Linked DNA regions of Sus scrofa: regions 2 and 3 are each linked to region 1. A link is a contact called in public HiChIP or PLAC-seq and promoter capture Hi-C data. All regions are on one chromosome and are shown on one strand. The core of a region is the stretch at or near the end of the contact, and the rest is flanking DNA. Distances in the headings are between cores, read along the strand shown. Region 1 holds the start of ATP6V0D1 (V-type proton ATPase subunit d 1). Region 2 holds the start of ESRP2 (epithelial splicing regulatory protein 2). Region 3 holds the start of NFATC3 (nuclear factor of activated T-cells, cytoplasmic 3).

Region 1 (2,754 bases), core at 72-2,571:
TCTGCCCTCACATCATCTGTCCCAGATCTAGGCCTGCAGCCCCCACTGAAGAGGACAACTGCAGAACGGGCAGAAGAGGCTCTGCTGCAGCAGGCCGAGGCCAAGGCCTTGGCAGAGGTAACAGCTCAGGGAAAGGGCTGAGGCCACAAGTCTTGAGTGGGTGTGTCAAGCATCAACCTCTATCTGTGCTTGGAGTTGCCACTGTGGTACAACGGGATTGGCGGTGTCTTGGGAGCGCTGGGACGTGGTTTCATCCCCGGCCAGCACAAGTGGGTTAAGGATCTGGCCTTGCCATCCCTTCAGCTTAGGCTGAGACTGTGGCTTGGAGCTGATCTCTGACCGGAAGCTCCATATGCTCTGGGGTGACCAAAAATGGAAAAACAAACATACAAAACACCTCTACCTGCACTTCCTGACCCCCTCACCCGGGGCGACACTGCAGACCATCCCGTTCACGCTCCACTTCCATCCTGCCTTGATCTGGCGCATTCCATGAATGTGCTTTTGGAAGTCCTTGTTTCCCAACCCTTGTAGGTGCTAGATCCTGAAGGACGCAAGGCACGCTCCCCACGTCGCTGCGTAAGGCTGCACGAATCCTGTCTGGGACACCAGGTACCATGCTGCGACCCATGTGCTACATGCTACTGCCGTTTCTTCAACGCCTTCTGCTACTGCCGCAAGCTGGGTACTGCCACGAACCCCTGCAGCCGCACCTAGCTGGCCAGCCAATGTCGTCGGGGTCGGGGTGGGGGTAGGCGGGCGCCAATAAAGTATGGGACCAACCCCAGGGTTGTGGCGTTATTTTGAATGTGACGGTCGTTAGGGGCGAAGGTGCCTCTAAGCCAAGAAACCACAGACACATCCCTACTCCAGGGCCTGCGCTATTCCAACATGAGTCACTTACACTCTTAAGAGTGCCAGGAGCGGTTGGGAGAAGCAGAGGAGGACCGTGCTCCAACCCTAGAAGAAGCTTATATAATAAATGCGGGGGAAAGAGTCGCAGCGCTGCAAAGGGTCTGTCGCTCCCCGCTGGCTAACAAACCATTAGGATCCAGGGCCCGCTTAAGGATAACTCGACGCGTGACCCCCAGCAAATCCCACCCTTCCCAGTTCCCCTCAGGGGAAGGTTAATTCACCAGTCTGAATATTTCCAAGCATAAGGGGCCCCCACAGTACCAGGTGCTCCGGACTCGGAAACTATAAAGTGCAAGCCCCCGCGTCCACGGGCGCCACCACGCGGCTAGTCTCGGACATTTTAAGTCGCTCCCGCCAGAGCTCCTCAATGAGCAGGCGCCAGAGGGCGGCCCCCCAGCCCACGGCTGCGCAGAAGTTCCGTGCGAAACCACCCGGAAATCGGGTGCTGCTTAGAGCCCCGCCTCCTTATGGTCACCTGATGAGCTTGACAGTCCACTGCTGGCGCCGCGTCAGCTGATCTTGGAGTTGTGCTGCGTGCCGGCCGGTCCGGTCCGGGTCCTCTGGTCCCGCCGCCCCAGACGCAGCCATGTCGTTCTTCCCGGAGCTTTACTTCAACGTGGACAATGGCTATTTGGAGGGGCTTGTGCGCGGCCTGAAGGCCGGAGTGCTCAGCCAGGCGGACTACCTTAATCTGGTGCAGTGCGAGACGCTCGAGGGTGAGCCGCGGGGCTGGGCTGCGGGCCCGAAAAGGCCTGCAGGGAGGCGGGCCCCGGCCTGAAGGTGCCTAGGTGTGGGAGGCGAAGCTGGGGGTTCTCGAAGGCGCTGGAGAGGTCGGGGAACCGGATCCGGGCCTGAGAGGCCTCACTGGGAAGCCGGGAGTGATGGCGGGTGTTTCGGAAAGGAATCTACTTCCAGTTGCAGCTCAGTGTGGGCCTAAACGCAAACGCGGCATTAAGAACTTCAGTGGTTCGTTTCCTCTGGGGCCACCTCTTAACCTGTTATTCCGGCGTTGTAGTTTGGAAGAGGGTCACTCGGGAGTGGTTGCTTCATGCGGGATGTGCTCATACAAACCTCTTTACTTTGACGTAGCCAGAGAGCTGTCTAGTGGCAATGCTTGGGGAATCTAAGTTGAAAAGTCCCCTGCTTTCCCTCCCAACACATACACCAAGGCCTTTGGGATCATTGTGTCTTCCCTTTGGCCTGGGACTGAGCCTTTCTGGGGAATTGCTGAGCCAGCTTAGCGAGAATTTCCTCCCATCGAGCAGTCTCCTGAAGGCAATGTTTGGGAGAGCCCTGAAAGTCTGGAAGTTCATACATACGTATTTGACAATAATTCTCACCCCCTCTACGAAGATACCTTTTGGGACAAGATTCCTAAGTACAGGAGTGGTATCCTTTCTTCTCAGAACACAAAGTTCCACAGTGGGATTGAATCCCTGAATCACAGAATCACATTTACTGAACTGGGTATGTTCCTGATTCCAGTCTTTGCTTCATTCCCCTCCCCCACGTGTAGTGAAGGGCACAGTGGCTGAGCTGTGAGTTACCATCCCTGACTTTTACCTGATATCCTTGAACAGAGGTACTGCTAGCCTCCAGGTTGGTAGCTGGAGGGGGAGAATGGCCAGATGATTCACCTTCTAGAGAAAATTTTCTCATCATAAACTTATTGAGGTTAGAAGTGAACTCATGGAGTTCCCATCGTGGCTCAGTGGTTAACGAATCTGACTAGGAACCATGAGGTTGTGGGTTCGATCCCTGGCCTTGCTCAGTGGGTTAAGGATCCGGCGTTGCCCTGAGCTGTGGTGTAGGTCGCAAACACGGCTCGAAATGCGTGTT
Region 2 (2,754 bases), core at 137-2,636, 680 kb before region 1:
TTTTTTTTTCCTTTTTAGGCCTGCACCTGCAGCATATGGAGGTTCCCAGGCTAAGGGGCAATTCGGAGCTGTAGCTGCCAGCCTATGCCACAGCCACGGCAACGCAGGTTCAAAGCTGCCTCTGCAACCTACACCACAGTTCACCACAACACCGGATCCTTAACCTGCTAAGCAGGCCAGGGGTCGAACTTGCAACCTCATGGTTCCTAGTCTGATTCCCACTCCACCACGACAGGAATTCCCTAATGTTATTTTAATGAATTTGAATTTCGTTTTTCAAAGAGTCCAAACATGGGTTATGGTTATTGCCATGTGGGTGGGGGTGGTCAGACAGGTGTACGGGGGTTTGGGGGAGCCGAAACCCCCCACACTTGGGTTCATTACCCCGCAGGGACCTGTACATGCATGTATGCATCTCCAATGGAAATGCGTTCAGGACTGTCCGAAGTGCCAAGAGGTCACCTCAAGGGGGAGGCTTCCTCATTGAGACCCGCGCTGGAGGAAGAATAGCCTAACGCGAAGGTCTAGAGGTTGAATGGATAGGGGTCGCCAGAAAGGGCGAGACTGAGATCAGGTAGCAGCTGGATGGCCCAGCAAGGGCGCCAGGGCTCTGTCCTCTAGGAGGAGAACCCAGACTGGAGCCTAACCTGGGGCGATGTACGCCAGGGAAGTTTTAGGAGAGGCTGGGGTGCTTTTGGGGTGGAATTAGCTGCAAGGGCAGAGCCTGAAGGAAGGCCGACTCAGCCGGGCACACGTGCGCTCCAGGATTGGGTGGAGGGAACTTACCTCGCTGTTGCGCGGACCACAGAACAAATATTTGACATTCCAGGTTTATCTAGAGGAGGGCGGAGCCCGAAGAGCGACATGTCCTCCTCCCTCCGGTCCTGATTGGCTTAGCGCTTCGCGGGGGTGGGGTTAAGTGTGCAGGCGCCGGGTAGCAGTCTCGCGTAGGGCAGTAAAGCGCAGACACTCGCGTACATCCCAGGGGGAAGTGCTTGTTGCCCAAAGCCGCTGGAAGACCCGTCTACTTCCCTCTCCCTCTTGGCCGCCGTGTCCCAGCGCGAGTCATTACCCTCCCAGACGCCTCAGTCTCTTATCCGTCAAATGGGGACGCGATGCAGTGTGAATTAGTGGACAAAGCCTCGTAGGCGCCCCCTCTACGCTGGGCTCCTTCGCTCTCTCAGTGGTCCGAAGGTCTGGACGCAGCGCCCAGTTTCTCCGAAAGAGTGAGGTGTGGCTCTCGCCCCAGCTTCCGCTGGGGCTTGGCAACCCTCCCTATGTGTCTGCTTCTGCTGGGCTGGAGTCCCTCCTACCCGCTGGATTCATCTTCAGTTTCTGAGTCGCATAAATGGGAGAACCGGGGGAAGTCCGGAGCGGCCTGGAGACTCAACCATAAAGGAGCCTCAGCAAGCCTGACTGGGCGAAAGGGTGCTGGGAGCCCTCCACAGGAACTGTCCGGAGGAGAGAAGAGATGGAGGATCTGCAGCCCCTTTGCGCACAATGCGCTTTTGCCGCTGCCCCCCCCCCCCCGCCCCAGCACGCTCATATCTCCAGGCAACAGGCCTGTGGTCAAGGGGGAAGGCGGCAGGTCGCAGTCCTCACCTGGGGTAGGAGTGAGGCTTCTGGTCGGGAGCTTCTGGTTCAGTGCCGTCTGGGGTGCCGCTCTTGGGAGCTGGGGCCGAGGTGGTGGGAACGCGCTTCTTTCTTCCCCAGCACCGAGGCCTGCTCACCTCCAACCATGCTTTGGCACCGTGGGCCCTTCCTGAAGCCAGGCTAAGGCCCAGCCTTTGCACCTGTAGGGACAAGCCCTGACTACTGATCCCAAGGGTTCCTTGGTGCTCTCTGACACCCTTCCCTCCCCCTCAATCGACCTATGGTGATCCCCCTACAAGCCTTTGGGTGATGCCCGGTAATTTTCACCACTCCTTGTGACCATGGGTGACTTCTACTACCCGTCCAGACCAGCCGTCATGACTCCCTCAGCCTCTACGCTGCCTCCTGGTGATTTTCACTACTCCTAACGGACTGAAGAAGGTCCTTGGTTTTGCACTTCCCTTGGCGAAGGCCTCCTGGTGGAGGAGTGAGGAGGAAGCCTCGTGGGAGCGGAGTGTGGAGTCGCCCCGTTAGTCAGGCAGGTTCTGCTAAGGGGAGTGGGAGTCCGGGTTCTGAGAATTAGCCCAGGCCAGGCCTGTGAGCACGCGCGTCCAGGGCTAGGTTCTAGTGGCCCTCCCCCACGGTTCCGGGGGCCGCCCTCGGGTCACGTGGCCCGCAGGGCCGACAGGTATCTCGCCCAGAGAGGGCGGGGGCCGGTAGCCGCCCCGCCCCGCCGGGCGCTGCGGGCGGGTCTCAGCAGCGCCCACAGCGCCAGCCGGGCCGCAGGTGCCGCCCCCAACACACCGTGTCCCGCCCAAGCCGATCCGCGTCTGCCGTCTGTCGGTGCGTGCGTGAGCTTCGTCGGTCCGCGTGTGTCTGGCCGAGCGCCCCCTTCCTCTGCGGCCATGACTCCGCCGCCACCCCAGCCACCGCCCCCAGGCCCGAACCCCACAGCAGACTCCGCTGCCGACCCCCGACCCGGGCCTGGACCCCTAGTCGTACTGTTCGGGGCTACGGCCGGTGCGCTGGGGCCAGACCTGGGCTCTGATGAGACCGACTTAATCCTCCTAGTCTGGCAAGTGGTGGAGCCGCGGAGCCGCCAGGTAGGGTGGAAAGGGGACGGTGAGGTCTCCAGGGAGCTTCAGGATCCGAGGGACGCAG
Region 3 (2,754 bases), core at 158-2,657, 530 kb before region 1:
CTGTTGAGCATCAATATCAACATGAAGTAATTCGCTTAATACCCGGAAAGAATAAATGGAGATTAGACATATCCACCTTCCTTCTGAAATTCGCCTGCAAATGCAATAGGAAAACTGAACTTAATGAACCACAGTATTCCAAACCAGGTCACAGGAGAGCTCCAAGTCCCCAGCCATCCTGTTTCTATTTCCTGATTGGTCTGACCTCCAAGCATTATGGTGTCCACTCTTCACAATTCATGATCTCCTTTAAAACATCTTGTGAGGTGAGCTTTTTCTCAAAATAAAAATGTACTTCCAGAACTTTCTAGGAGATTTACGAACAAGGTACTCCACTTCTTAAAATTTTCTGAAACACTTTGCTCAAGAAAAGAAATCGTTTTCAGAAAAGTCCCGTTATAGTTACAGCTCGAATTAAATGTGGGCCATATTAAACTTGCACAAGTCGACGTTAACACTAAGGCATTACTCTCCTACCAAAGTAGATTTAAACAGACATGTGCTGGAATTTTAGAGAACTCCTACACTTCCAGAATGCGCATCGTTCAAATAAAGATTGTTTTTAAAACCTAGAATAGACGAAAAACCAAGCCTGCTTACACTTCATAGGGACATTTCCTCCGCACCACGCTGGCAAAGCAGCGACAACCAGACGCCACTTGGGCAGCAGCCCGGACCCTCAGACTCCAAACCCCGGGCGTCCAGGGGCCACAGCGTCCCGGAGTCGAGTTCCCCTCCAGTTTGCTTCCAGCCAAGCTGCGGCCACTTCCACGTCGCTGCGACCTACACGCCTCCTCAGCAACACACACACACACACACGACAACCAGACCTGGGACAACCAAAGGAATAGGGAGGGGACGAGCTCATGAGAGCGAGAAGAGTAGACGCTCTGCGGTCTCGCCCCGCCCGGCACCCACCTGCAGGCCGCGAGCCCGGGGGTGGCGGCGCCGACGCCCCGTCCTCGCCAAAGACGAGTTTAAAGTCGAGCTCGTCGGGGGCGCCACAATTTGCAGTAGTCATCGGCGTGGCCCAGGGTGCTGCGGCTCCTCCTCAGGCGGCGGCAGCGGCGGCGGCTCCTCAGCGCCGCTTCATGCCGGGCCGCGCCGGCCAGGAGGTCGCAGCTCCACAGCAAACTTTCCGGGCGGGGACCGCGACGCCGAGCGTTTCGTTCCGAACTCTAATACTGGCCGCGGGCCGAAACACCCTAGGAACCCCCGTCACCGCCAGTCGTCGGTGCCCAAGCTGGCACGGTCGCCTTAGACGATATTCCCCGCCCCCCCCACAGCCGCCGCCGCCACCACCACCGGCGCGCTCCCGCGCCTTGCCGCGCGCCCGGCCCCGCCCCCTACCGAGCGCCCATCTGACCTGGCAGCCCATAGGCCACCGGCCTCGCGGGCTAGCCCGACGGCCCCGCCCTCTCACTGCCCTACCGCGTGACTCAGTCCCGCAGAAGGAAGTCACGTGACTAAGGAGCGCTAGCTAGCCCTGCTACCTCTTGGGACTTGTAGTTTGGCCTGTATTCTTTCAACTATTTCTGAAATAGGACCCGGCACCGCGGTATGGGGTCCAAAACGTAATTGGATTGAGGGGCCCACCACCAGCCAATCGGAGAAGATCCCTTTCCTTATTGGGCAGACCCCATGTCGTGGAAGGAGCACAAGAGCCTTGGGATTATGGTTCCATTGACGAGCAACTGTAGGGTTATTCTTGCTGACTGGGTTTGGGGAAGGTATCAGCGCCCGGGAGGGTACGTGGATGTCACATACCCTCACCCCAAGCTCAATGGCGGAATCTGAAGAAGGCAGGGACTGGATCGAGCTTCCACCTAAGGTGGGGCGGAGCCAGAGGAGACCTGGGTTGCGCGAGTCTCAAGTCTGAGCTATCCATCGCTACAGACCCACCCCTGGGGGGCGGGGCCATTGCTCCGCTGGATGAGTCTTTGTCTGTCCCCACCACCCAACCTGGCAGCTGCTCCCTCCAGGACAGTCGGCGCGTTCGAGGCCTCGGCAAAGCCCCATGAGCAAGGTCTGTCCCGTGCTGGAAGTCAGGCAGACTGAATGGGAAAGCCTGTGGTGAACTCGCACCACCCAAGGCGCTCCGTGTCTTCTGCATCTTGTCGCACATCCACGGAAGTCAGAGAGATCGTGCTGGTCGAACCGCGTTAGTGGGGAGGAAATTACACTGTCTGAAGAACAGTTTTCACTCTCGGCCTCTCCCCAGCGGGCGTGTCTTCCCTTGAGACGATCCAAGACGTCTCCTCCTGGGGCTTGGGGTGGAGGCCATGCCCAGGGACGCAGAGCCTGGCTTGTTTACTTAGGCACAAGGTGGACCGAGAGCAGGGAGAGGTGGCAGAGACCAACTCCCCTAGCTCCAGGCCCGGAGGGGCATAGCATCCTTAAAAGTGCACTGCCAGAGTAACCAGGGTGCTGTGGCTCAGAAGCTTGCGTGTAGGTGCAAGAGCCCAAACATATCCCAAAGGCCCTGGAGAAGAGTGCAGAGATGTCTCAATATGTGGACTGGCAACCTGAGCTACCAGGGGACCCTGAGGAGAGCCCAACTAGGCCTAAGGTCAGGAGGACTGGGATCATGCAGAGAGAGCACTTGAGACGTTTATCGTGGATTGGCTCATCCCTGAGGTCATAAAACTTTTCCTGCCCTGTTCTCTGTACTCATACCTGTGCTGGTCCTGGGGACACAGATAAATTAATCTCCCTTCAGGCATCAGGGAGGGGAGGCCAGCAAAGCTATAATCA

Evidence for each region. Promoter capture Hi-C pulls out the DNA fragments that hold promoters and counts their contacts. HiChIP or PLAC-seq counts read pairs in DNA pulled down with a chosen protein or histone mark.
Region 2: a contact with region 1 is called in a promoter capture Hi-C map of fetal liver, with 4 times the contacts expected there. The contact joins the promoter of ESRP2 here to the promoter of ATP6V0D1 in region 1. A contact is called at or near these places in 1 of 5 promoter capture datasets (fetal liver) and 1 of 2 datasets of contacts at active chromatin or transcription factors (alveolar macrophages).
Region 3: an H3K27ac HiChIP or PLAC-seq map of alveolar macrophages shows a contact between it and region 1. The contact joins the promoter of NFATC3 here to the promoter of ATP6V0D1 in region 1. A contact is called at or near these places in 2 of 5 promoter capture datasets (fetal liver and fetal skeletal muscle) and 1 of 2 datasets of contacts at active chromatin or transcription factors (alveolar macrophages).

The regions. Positions count from the first base shown.
Region 1 is chr6:28,130,647-28,133,400 of Sscrofa11.1, reverse strand. ATP6V0D1 (V-type proton ATPase subunit d 1) reads left to right here and starts at 1,321. Exons shown (of 8, transcript XM_003126946.4): 1 at 1,321-1,631. The coding sequence starts at 1,502. It overlaps AGRP (agouti related neuropeptide), which reads left to right. Exons shown (of 3, transcript NM_001011693.1): 2 at 26-117; 3 at 535-717. The coding sequence ends at 717.
Region 2 is chr6:28,812,624-28,815,377 of Sscrofa11.1, reverse strand. ESRP2 (epithelial splicing regulatory protein 2) reads left to right here and starts at 1,386. Exons shown (of 16, transcript XM_021094132.1): 1 at 1,386-1,607; 2 at 1,961-2,696. The coding sequence starts at 2,499.
Region 3 is chr6:28,665,111-28,667,864 of Sscrofa11.1, reverse strand. NFATC3 (nuclear factor of activated T-cells, cytoplasmic 3) reads right to left here and starts at 1,407. Exons shown (of 10, transcript XM_021094122.1): 1 at 919-1,407. The coding sequence starts at 1,021.